Regions from separate parts of the Mus musculus genome. Here all the other regions are linked to region 2. A link is a contact called in public HiChIP or PLAC-seq data. All regions are on one chromosome and are shown on one strand. Each heading gives the region's core, a stretch centred on a gene start, on an enhancer-like site or on the middle of the called end of the contact. The rest is flanking DNA. Distances are from core to core; before and after follow the strand shown.

What was found. HiChIP or PLAC-seq counts read pairs in DNA pulled down with a chosen protein or histone mark.
Region 1: an H3K27ac HiChIP or PLAC-seq map of embryonic stem cells shows a contact between it and region 2, with 7 read pairs. The contact joins the enhancer-like site here to the promoter of 2210016F16Rik in region 2. A contact is called at or near these places in 2 of 39 promoter capture datasets (the 3T3-L1 cell line and the C10 cell line), 5 of 484 Hi-C or Micro-C datasets (the G1E-ER4 cell line, LSK cells, female germline stem cells and 1 more), 8 of 115 datasets of contacts at active chromatin or transcription factors (bone marrow-derived macrophages, embryonic stem cells, memory CD8 T cells and 1 more) and 3 of 9 other capture datasets (adipose tissue, liver and pancreatic islet).
Region 3: an H3K4me3 HiChIP or PLAC-seq map of bone marrow-derived macrophages shows a contact between it and region 2, with 3 times the contacts expected there. The contact joins the enhancer-like site here to the promoter of 2210016F16Rik in region 2. A contact is called at or near these places in 3 of 39 promoter capture datasets (the C10 cell line, HPC-7-derived erythroid cells and pre-B cells), 2 of 115 datasets of contacts at active chromatin or transcription factors (bone marrow-derived macrophages and embryonic stem cells) and 3 of 9 other capture datasets (adipose tissue, liver and pancreatic islet).

What each region holds. Positions count from the first base shown.
Region 1 is chr13:58,469,957-58,473,467 of GRCm38.p6, forward strand. It overlaps Gm40966 (a long non-coding RNA gene), which reads right to left. Exons shown (of 3, transcript XR_873533.2): 3 at 672-1,185. Among named protein-coding and RNA genes, the nearest start is that of Gm40966, 5.7 kb to the right of the region's middle. Within about 2 kb of position 1,970, at least 66 of the 459 cell types and tissues checked have an H3K27ac peak or open chromatin away from gene starts, as enhancers often do. A contact at or near this core is called in bone marrow-derived macrophages, embryonic stem cells and group 2 innate lymphoid cells, where this site is marked.
Region 2 is chr13:58,383,964-58,387,398 of GRCm38.p6, forward strand. 2210016F16Rik (RIKEN cDNA 2210016F16 gene) reads right to left here and starts at 1,262. Exons shown (of 4, transcript NM_027335.1): 1 at 861-1,262; 2 at 187-446. The coding sequence starts at 1,191.
Region 3 is chr13:58,493,950-58,497,652 of GRCm38.p6, forward strand. No RefSeq gene overlaps it. Among named protein-coding and RNA genes, the nearest start is that of Gm40966, 18 kb to the left of the region's middle. Within about 2 kb of position 2,047, at least 34 of the 459 cell types and tissues checked have an H3K27ac peak or open chromatin away from gene starts, as enhancers often do. A contact at or near this core is called in adipose tissue and bone marrow-derived macrophages, where this site is marked.

The sequences.
Region 1 (3,511 bases), core at 720-3,219, 87 kb after region 2:
TGCGCAGAACCAGCCGGGCTTTCAGGCTGGTTCAGAGGTCAGAGGTGAAAAGGAAAGATCCCAGATAAAATGCTTTTCTCTGCAGCCTGGGAGGTTTCTAAAACAAAGCCTTTTGTCAGGCTGGGAGCATCACGCTAGCCCTGCATCTCGAATCTTCTTCACAGCATTGATTCGGGGCTGCTGCCGCTGCTGCTGCTGGTGTGTGGGGAGGTGGGGGTGAGAGGGACGGGAGGGGAGGCTTCTGTCTGCAGGGTGCCAGTGACTTGGTGTTACCTTTTCTGAGTGTTCTTGAGTGTTTTTGGTTGTTCCCATGTGTGTCGTGCGCACCCCCTCCCCCTTTTTTTAAAATTGGTATGGCAGGCAGCCTGGTGAGATGTCTTTTCAAGGAAAGTTTGAGAGTGCAAGTTTAGTATAGCTTTGACTGGGAATTGCACAACTCTGGAGGTAGCTCAAATGTTCACCTGCGTGAATCACTTAGAAAAAGTAAAATAGCGATAGAGAGATGGCTTAGTGGTTAAGAGCACTGACTGCTCTTCCATAGGTCCTGAGTTCAATTCCCAGCAACCACATGGTGGCTTACAACCATCTGCAGTGTGATCTGACACTCTCTTCTGGTGTATCTGAAGACAGCTACAGTGTACTCACATACAGGAAATAAACAAATCTTTAAAAACAAGTAGTTTATATCTGTATTGGGAAATACATAGACTTAACACTTGAATAAACACAAAGAGGTGCTCTCTTCCTGCTGCCTGTGGATCCAGATGTAGAACTCTCAGCTGGCTCCTCAGCACCACGACTGTCGGAGTCCTGCCATGCTTTCCGCCATGCCCACAGCGGACTTTATAAACCTCTGAACTGCATTTCCCACCTGGTGGTTTCAGAACGCTGAGGAACTTTGAGGAGGCACCACCTCGGAGGAGAAAGTGGGTCACTAGAGATTGACCCTGAAAGCCACGAAGAAAGTTGTGTGGCCCAGAAAAGGTAGCACTGAAGAAGCTTAGGCTAATTTGAGAAAGCTACACTGACAGCCAGCCGGCCCCCCCCCCCTCCCCCAGCTCCACTTTTGCAGCTTCCGCGTTCCTAATGGTGATGACTGACAGGTCTTCAATGCCAATTTGATTGAATTCTTCAGAGCAGTACCCGGCCGCTGATTGCCAAGCCACTGAAGAAGGGACGCAGCATCTGCAATGCAAGCAAAGCTATTCGATTTAAGTCTGGATTGTTGATCTTCTCTAATGTTCACAATGTGGAGCTAAGACACTTACAGGAAAAAAAAAAAAAAAAAAAAAAAAGGCTAGTCTCTGGAATGTATTGCATTGGTATCCTAAAGGCCAGTGGTGATGCCAGGAGTCTTTCTACAAGCGGGCGAATTTTTTTTTGTTTGTTTGTTTCTTTTTAAGTGGGTTGAATCTTGAATTTTCTCTTAAATAAAATGATAATCTATAACATAAGAAAAAAAAGAAGACAAGATAACTATAGTGATACTCAAAGTCAACTAATAGCTGGAAGGTGTGCTCTGACCTCCACATGAGCACCAGGGGACTTGACATGTCCACACTCACACGCATACACAATTAAAAAAAAAATGAAACCAAACGAACCAAAACTACCAAAAGATATAAAAAGAAAGCGCCACGGGCGTCTGTTTCTGTGTGGGGGAGCACTAGGTTTGAGACTCAGAAAGCCTTGTTTCGTAGACACCTCCCCGGGCTCTTTGAAAATGTGTACATTTACAAGTCTTTACAACCTCAATAGATAACAAAAGAGTCAGACCAAATTCAAAATAAGCAACTCTTCCACTTGTGGGGTAGGTCTGGGGATTTGGAAGGACGTTGTGAATCCTTGGCTGCGAAAGAGCTGCACACCCCAGCCCGCGAACCTTCTTCGGGTTCAGACAACTCCTCTTCAGGCGCTCACAGCCAAGTTCTTGCCTGACCGCAGCCATAGATGCTAACCGCCGGTGTCTGCTCCGCCAAAGGTCCCCTTCCGCCCTGCCCTGTTCTGTGGCTGCCCTCAAGCCTTTTATTTTCCGTTTAGAGGAAGACTGCGGTAGATTTGACTTTTTCTTTTGGAAACAAAAGCGATACAAAGGGCAAGTGTGCGGGGCTTCTTCCTAAACAGTGGGGCACTTGAAGCCGGGGCTGCAGGTGCAGCGGCTGATTCAATCTCAAGATTGCGCTTTCTAAAAGCGCTTTAAAAAATGCTGAAGAGAGAGCGAGAGCCCGGAGTACTTTTGGAAATGAGACATTTGAAAGCCCTTATTTATCTACTCTTTGGGGGGAAAAATCAATTTCTTTAGGGAAAAGCCTCACCACCCCGCTATGTCATGCATACAGAAAATGGCGTTAATTGAAGAGATTTGGGGTAAGACCAGAGGGAAACTGAGTGCATTTCTAAAAGTCCTTTAAAAAAAACTTTTTAAATGTTAGAATTGTGTTATGAAAATATCAGGGAAGATCTTGTATTTTCTTAAAGCTAACATATAAATGTTTTTCAGAATTCAGAAAATTAAACTTGTTTCCATAAATGTAATGTATTTGCTCATATGCACGCGCGCGCGCGCGCGCGCGCACACACACACACACACACACACACACAAAGTTCAAATCTATAAGAATGAAGAGATGAACCTTCTCCAGCCTGGCCAGTCCTGCCTGTGCCCGCTGGCTCACCACTGGCTCACCGCTGGCACACCGCTGGCTCACTTCCAGACCCTATTCAGCATGATCTCCCTCCTTTGCCAGAATCTGAAGGCTACCACAGACAGCAGGTCCTGCAGACATTCTAGCCAAGAGGATCTAAACACCCTACCCTCTGTACTCCTACCTCAAAAATAAGTTCTCAGGGTTATTTACAAACCCAGCCCATGTCGGCTTTCTTTGTCTCCAAAATGTCCTTTTGTTGTTGGTTTATTCAAATCAAGATAGCAAAATTTATAGGCAAATCATTTGCCATCTTTCACTGTCTCTTGAAAGTTTATAACACAAATATGTTTTGTGTATATTTTTATTTATTTACATTTTTTTTCCAATTGGGAAAGAGGCTTTGTTGAGATTTAATTCACACGTAGTACAGAAGGCTAAGAAAGGACCCTTCTCCCGTCCACATTGGTTGGTCTAATGCCTGAACCGTAGGTTGTCCTCTAAGAAGTAAGGGACTTACAGGTGTGACAAGTTAGGATTTTGATGGGGGAGATGATCTGAGTGGGCCTTGAGGCCATCCACACCCTTACAGAGCAGCAGAGGGAGAGGTCCCAGCTCCCAGGTGTGAGGCAGCCATGGATGGACTACCTGGATCATATCATATAGGTCCATTTAATAAATCCCCTTTGACTGTGTATATATTCATCCCATTGCTTCTATTTCTCTAGAGAACCCGAGACATTGATATATTGGATGCCATCAAGAATTTAAAAGCCCACTAAGTGAAAAGAATCATTAATAAAGGAAAGGCAGGTCACGAGTTGTGAGCACAGGATTGGAAGTGTGGCTAAGCAAGGAATGTTAAT
Region 2 (3,435 bases), core at 12-2,511:
TAAAGGAAATCTCCGATTAGAAAAAATAAAAAGGGATAGATTTTAAGCACATTTTGTTATTGCTTCTTGTCCACAGTGAACAAACTTCAAATTTTAAGTTGCTGGCCTTAAACCTGGCTTTGGAAGGAAAAGCATTAACTCAGAATGATCATACCTGCTAAACCCCTCCCTCAGCAACAAACTCACCTCAAACTCTGCCTCGTCCCTGTAAGAAGGGAAGTTCTCAACAATCAGCTGCATTAACTTCTGCGCACTTCTGCCACTTTTTTGGACACAGTTAAGAAAAGAGCCTCCAAACTTCTCCAGTAGGATTTTCCCAGTTTCATTGAGAATCCGATGTCTCTCTTCCATTAAAGGCATGGGCACAGCTGTGTCTGAACGAAATATATCCCGCACCTGCTCGAGGCTCACTGTGGCGTAGTAGGAGGCGCTGGTTATCGGTATCCCTTTAAAGAGAACAATCCACAGATTTTTTATTTAATTTTTTGCAATTAGCAAAAAATATGAAATCAAATTCATGTTAAAGAAGGCAGAGTGTTGTGGCGCTGGCCTAATCAGCTGGATGGGATCCCTGTGGGTTCGAGGCTAGTGTAGTCTGAATTCTACACTGAACAGGACTACTCTGCCTGCCTCTGCTTCCAGAGTGCTGGGATTAAAGGCGTGCGCCACCACCGCCCGGCAAATAAATCTTTTTTTTTTTTTTAATGATTTTTTTTTTTTTTTTTTTTTTTTTAAGAAAACCGGCTTTGCCTCCTGTGCTGATTGGCATACATTGCTTCTGTATGTCCGGACTTCTGCTTTGGGCAGAGGTCACCTCCCGCGCCTCGCAGCACCCACCCAGGTTTAAGGCTGGCACCCACCTTGGTCGAGCGCGCGGTTGACGGCGGCGCACAGGGCCCAGTAGCCAGTGTAGGGCGTCCCGCCGTAGCGCACCGCACACTTGCTGTCCTCCCGCTCGGCCCAGAAGGAGAAGTTGAGCGAGTCCACCAGGAACACCCAGCCGAGCGCAGCCTCGTCCGCCCCGCGCGGGTTGAGCTCGTGCAGGGACTTCCACTGCTCCACGCGCCACGCCGCGGCCGCGGGCAGCAGCAGCTCGGCCGCCCTGCGCACGCCCTCGTGGTCCACGAGCACGTCGCGACTGTTCTCGGCCACGAACCTCGCCGACTCGCGCGGCGAAAGCGGTGGCCCCATGCTGTTTCGAACCCGGAGCCTCGGCCTCCGCCAGGGCCAAGCACTTGCGCCCACTTCCGGGTCTGAGGTCCGGAAGTTGCCCTGCGGGAAGCTTCCGGCCGGCCTCTGGGACTCCTTGTGTTCGGCCGTCGTGTTTCTTGTCGCGTCCCCGTCGCACTCCCGTCTTTGAGGAAGGCTTGGGATCGCGCGGGGCGTGGGGACTCTGGTTGCTGCCCGGCGCCACCCCGAGGCTAGGTGCCTCGGAGGGCCGCTCAGCACACCCCACACTTCAGAGGCCGAATGAAGGTTTAGGAGTCACTGGAACATTGACTGCATGAGGGAACAGTACAGTTAAACCTTGCATCTGACGCCCTTGCATCCAACAGGAGTGATGGTGATCCCAGGTTTGCAAGGAAAGGGAAATGATTCCAGGAGGAGGTTCCCCACCACCAAGCAATGGCCTAGATTGAAATGTATGCCTGTGTTTGTCTGTCAGACTAAATCAAGGGAACTGTCTGAACCAGACACAAACGCCAGTCGTTCTGACGGTCAAGGTGTGTCACAGCAAGACAGTGCAAAAGTCCCTCCATCTTGTACTCTTGCTGAGGCGGTTCCAGGTTTAACTAGAATCTGATCTTGATGAAGAGTCCCGTGGGTAATTACCCAACTGTATTCAAGGAGCCCAAAGGTCAGCTAACTTATCTTAGCTAAAAGATCTTGCTTTCTGGGAAGCCCTCGTACAGCTGCAAAGCAAAGTACCCGGGTGTGATTTCTTGCCTTTAAAAAACTGTTGATCTGGACAGTTGGAACCACACCTCCTAGGTCTCTGAATACCTACCTGGGTGTGGTCCCAGCCAGCTGGAATAGACTTTCAATTGATTATAAACTGTGTGACTAGTCATCTCTATAGGGTTACCTGGAACAAAGTAGGAATTATAAAGTATCAACCCAACCCCTAAAACTTAACATACTTAAGATACATTGGTCAATGTTGAAAAGATGCCTGGAGATGCAGAATCAGTATGAAAGTATGTTTTTATTATCTGGGCGTTTCTCATTGTTGTTCTGAGGCAAGGCCTCTGTGGCCTTGGATCACCTGGAATTTACTATGTGGACCAGCTAGACTCAAACTCATATAGATCTACCTGCCTCTATCTTCTCAGTGCTAGGATTGAAGGCATAGGCCACCATACGCGGCTTTGTTTTTTCTTTTAAATACTGATTTTTCTATCCTGCAATTTTGCTTTAATTAAAGAGTTTCCTAGTAGATTCCATAAAGGTCTTTTTAGAAAAAAGTATTTTTATTTTGTGTATGAATGTTTTGCCTGCATGCATGTATGTGTTCCATGTGTGTGCCTGCTGCCTGCAGAGGCTAGAAGAGGGTGTTGGAGCCCCTGGAACTGGAGTTACAAGATATTGGGAACAGCCATATGGGTACTGGGTTCAGACCTGGGTCCACTGGAAGAGAAGCCAGTACTCTTAACTTTGAGGGCATCTCTCAAACGCCTCTATAATGTCTTATAAGTATAGAAACACATCATTTGCAAGTAGGAATAGTTCGATTCTTTTCCTGTTTCCTTTTTTATCACTTACTTTGGTCTTATTTCCATAGCTAAGACTTCAAAGAGTATCCTGAAAAACTAAGGAGGATGGGCAGCCCTGTCTCATTCCTGAATTGAGAACAGATGCTCTCTCCACTTGATTTTTGGCTATAGGTCTGTTGTAATAGAGCCTCTATTAGTTTGAAGCATGAGCCAATCTATCCTAACACCTCCAGCACTTTGACCACAAAGCCATGTTGAACTGTGTCAAAAAGACCTTTCATCAGTGAGATTATGTACGTGGTTTCTGTTTTTAAGTTTGTTTATATAGTGTATTGCATTTATTCATTTACCTGTGTTGAGTCAAACTTGCCTCTCCATAAAACACCCTAGTTGGTCATAATATTTGATCTTCTTAAATGTATTTCTAAATTCAGTTTGCAAGTATTTTGTTGAGTCTTTGTGTCTATGTTCATTAAAGAGAAGATGTCTGTAGTTTTAAGTTGTTATTCCTTTGCCTGGTTTTGGTGTGAGAATAATACTATATTTGTAGAATGAACTTGGTAGTGTCCATTCACTTTCTATTTTATGGAATAGAACTGGTATGAGATCATCCTTGAAAGTTTGATAGAATTCAGTAGAGAATACAAAAGCCAGTAATATACTGTGTCCTAAAACATATTTTGCTAGCAATGATAAAAAAAATCAAAGACTGTAAAATAAA
Region 3 (3,703 bases), core at 797-3,296, 110 kb after region 2:
CTCCATCAGAAGGAAAGGATTCTTAGGATAGACCAGCAGACCGTCAGAACAGCTGCGAGGCTTGGGATATCAGTGAAGGCGAAACAGGAGTCTGGCAAGAGGATGGTCTGACAGTTCAGGGATGCCTTTGAAATACCACTGGGGCACATTAATGGTCCCAAGAATAAAGTACTTTAGAGCGAGTCTCACTGGGAGGAAGACCTCCCAGCCAGCCACCTGTCTCCCTAGTCTCCAGGGGCGTTCTCAGCGGTGCCCAGAACCTGGAGGACACAGCTCCTCGGGCTGTCACTACGAAGGATTTGGCTTTTTTAAAAAAAGATTTGTGAAGCCAAGGATACTTCTAATATTTTGAGACATTTTTTTTTGTTTTGGTTTGGTTTTAAATTTTGGAGACACAAATGTGGGCATGTCTGGCTTCTTACCTGCGTCCTGCGGATTTGGGATTTGAACTTCGGTTCTTATGCTTGCATAACAACTGCTCATTTACTGAGGCTTCTCCCCAGCGCCCAAATTTTTCAGACACAGGTATATTAAAAAATAGAGAGCCGGGCGTGGTGGCGCACGCCTTTAATCCCAGCACTCGGGAGGCAGAGGCTGGCAGATTTCTGAGTTCGAGACCAGCCTGGTCTACAGAGTGAGTTCCAGGACAGCCAGGGCTACACAGAGAAACCCTGTCTCGAAAAACCAAAAAAAAAAAAAAAAGAAGAGAGAGAAAGACAGCAAAGGGCTGATGACTTAAAAGCATATATCATAAGTGTACGTGTAGAGCTGTGTAGCTTGTACTTAACTGTGTAATGATTTCACGCAAACATATTATGAGGTCATTTAGTTTTTAATTCATGAGAAGTCTTTATAATATTAATCCACGATAGGTGACACAGCCCAGAAATGGAACAGCTTTAAAATTGTACGATGGCCTCCCTCCCCCACCCCCACCCCCGGCCCTGTCAGCCTGCCTTTGTCTAAATGTCCATCAGCCTCGCTGGGAGATGATGTCAGAGTGCTAAATTTGAGGCTATTTTTAGCAAGTGACCTCTGAGCTGAAAAGCTGCTCCCACTTGGCCCTAGAATAAGTTCTGCTATTAAGTATGTTTTCTGGGCTCTTGTTTCTATAATTTGCAAAGAATTTTCCAGAAATTTCTTTCCTAGTTATTTGAATGCCTTGAATGTTGAAAGAGGGAAGGAGGAAGGTTGGTCACATCTCTCTCTCTCTCTCTCTTTCTCTTTTAGGTGATTAATTTGCCAAACAGGGTGAACAGTGCTTGAAGAAAGGCTAGTTGGCTATGGCCACCCTATGATGCTGGCTATATGGTATTTATAGTGTGTAGGTTTTGTTTGCCCTGTCTTCCTCCCTTTCCTCCTTCCCCTCCTCCTCCTTCTTCTCCATTATTACCTTCTCCCTCTCCTCTTCCTCCCTTTCCTCTCACCTCCTTCCCTCCCCCCACCCCCTCTTCTTCTTTTGCCAAGACAGGGTCCCCTGTGAATCCCAGGCAAACCCTGAACTCACAGTCCTCCTACCCCAGCCCCCAGAGTGTTGATATTCTAGGCATATGCCACCGCCTCTGGCTGGAAAGTCTGTTGTTTCTGTATAAATTCGACTTTACGGATTTCTCTGAGCTTTTGTAACCCACAGAGGTGCAGCTGCCTGGGCTGAGCAATGTTGAAATTAGCATCAGATTGCATCAGGGTGCTCAGCTCCAGTAATAGCCATTGTCCAGGACAAGTTTGTTACTGGTGGGTCTGAGGAGGTGGCCCGTTAGGTTCTCGCTGGTGAACGGGAGCCATCGTGTGTAGTCTGTCCCATAGCCCAGGAACGTGAAGAATCTGGCTACACTATCTCCACTACACTATCTCCACTACACTATCTCCACTACACTATCTCAAGCACTTGGGGCGCTGAAGTGTCTGTGAAATTACCCATTCATTGTGTGTGTGTGTGTGTGTGTGTTTTCATCTTAACTGTGTTGTATCTGTAGATTCAGTGAGTGACAGACTAGAGTACAACAGGGCCTTGTTGAGAGCTGGCACGCCTGCCAGCCGGCCCTGTGGCCTGCATGGCTCCGAGGAGGCTGCTCCTAACACCTGGCCCCCATCAGCAGTGTATTCTTGAGGGTAAGCCAAGCAGGTTCTTGGAGGGAAACATATTCTCCACTCTGGATCCAGGCAGACGGGGAGGGAAGGCAGTGGACAGTGGGGGGCCTTGCGAGGGGGAGCTTAGGGATGTGTGTCTTCACGTATGTATTCGTGGAAACGCAACCATGGCAGTCCTGGTCTCTCACCCCCGAGCCACTGAGGGATGAAGGAGGAGTCTCAGAGCTTTTCTGGGACTTTCACAATCAAAACCAACAGAGTCTTCTTTACTTTTTCTTTTTCTTTTTTCTTCTGTTCACTTTGTTTGAAACAGGTCCTCACTATGTCTTGGCTGGCCTAGAATTTATGGTGCAGACCAGGCTAGTCTGGAACTCACAGAGCTCTGCCTCCCAGGGCTGGGTTCGAAGGTGTCCACCAGTGTGCCTAGTAGAAGCAAGCTTCTTGCATAGTTTTTACACGCTCACTGAATTCCACTCACAAATCCACCCACTCAGGCCTCGTTCTCTCTCATAGATCTGCATGCCTGACATTGTCTAGCGATGAATTCCCCCCTCCCACATGGAGTCTTCCCAGGACAGCAGCACCGGAACGCAGTGTCTTTCTCTGAATTTATATCCTATGGTGTGTACGGTGTCCATGCCTTGCTGTGACAATAAGATGACAAAGTTCTTGTGAACCTGTCATTGTCATCTCTGCCCCCTCAGTATGGAGGATCCACTGATGGGGATTAACTGACTGTGGCCGCGTCTCACGGGGATCTCACTGTTACATCTGAGGCCCCCAAGAGTGGATTCTGGTTCGGAGTCTGTTTAGACTGCTCCTGCACGGCACAGCCCTCCCTGTTCTGTTCTGCACTAAGTGCTCAGCGTTCATAGAGCACGGTTAGCATCTGAGTGGAGTCTGCCACAGTCTCCACCACCTAGAGCACTCTCTGAGTTCATAAAGATGTAGTGCTTTGTAAGTCAAGACCCCGATACAGAAGTCACAGTCAGGGCACTCCATACACCACATATTCTGCTGCTTACAAAGCTCTGTGCGTCTTATCCCCCAAATAACTTATTCCTGTTCTTTTTCTTCAAAGAGCTTTTTGTTGCTGTTGGCTTTTTTGTTTGTTTGTTTTTGTTTTTGAGGCAGGGTTTCTCTTTGTAGCCCTGGTTGTCCTGAACTCACTCTGTAGACCAGGCTGGCCTCAAACTCAGAAATCCGCCTGCCTCTGCCTCTCAAGCCAAAGAGCTTTGGAAAGATAATTATCTTTTCTGTATAGTGTTTGTGTGCGAGTGTGTGTGCGCGCACAGACATAGGAATGTGTTCATGCATGCATGTGCATGTCATGGCTGTGGAGGTCAGGGGACATCCTCTGTGTTGGGTATTGGTCCTTACCTTCCATTTTTCTCTGTGATAGATCCCAGGCCGGTTGACTCGTGCGCGTCCTGTCTCTGCCTCCTATCTCCCTGTATGAGTGCTGGCCACGTACTCTAGATGTGTTACATGGAGTCTGGGCACTCAGATCCGGTCCTTACCTTCTGTGGAAGATTCTTCTACCCACGGAGCTCTCTCCACAACCTGAGATAGGCAAGCTCTCTTTAAAAAAAAATACATATTTAGTGCCTGT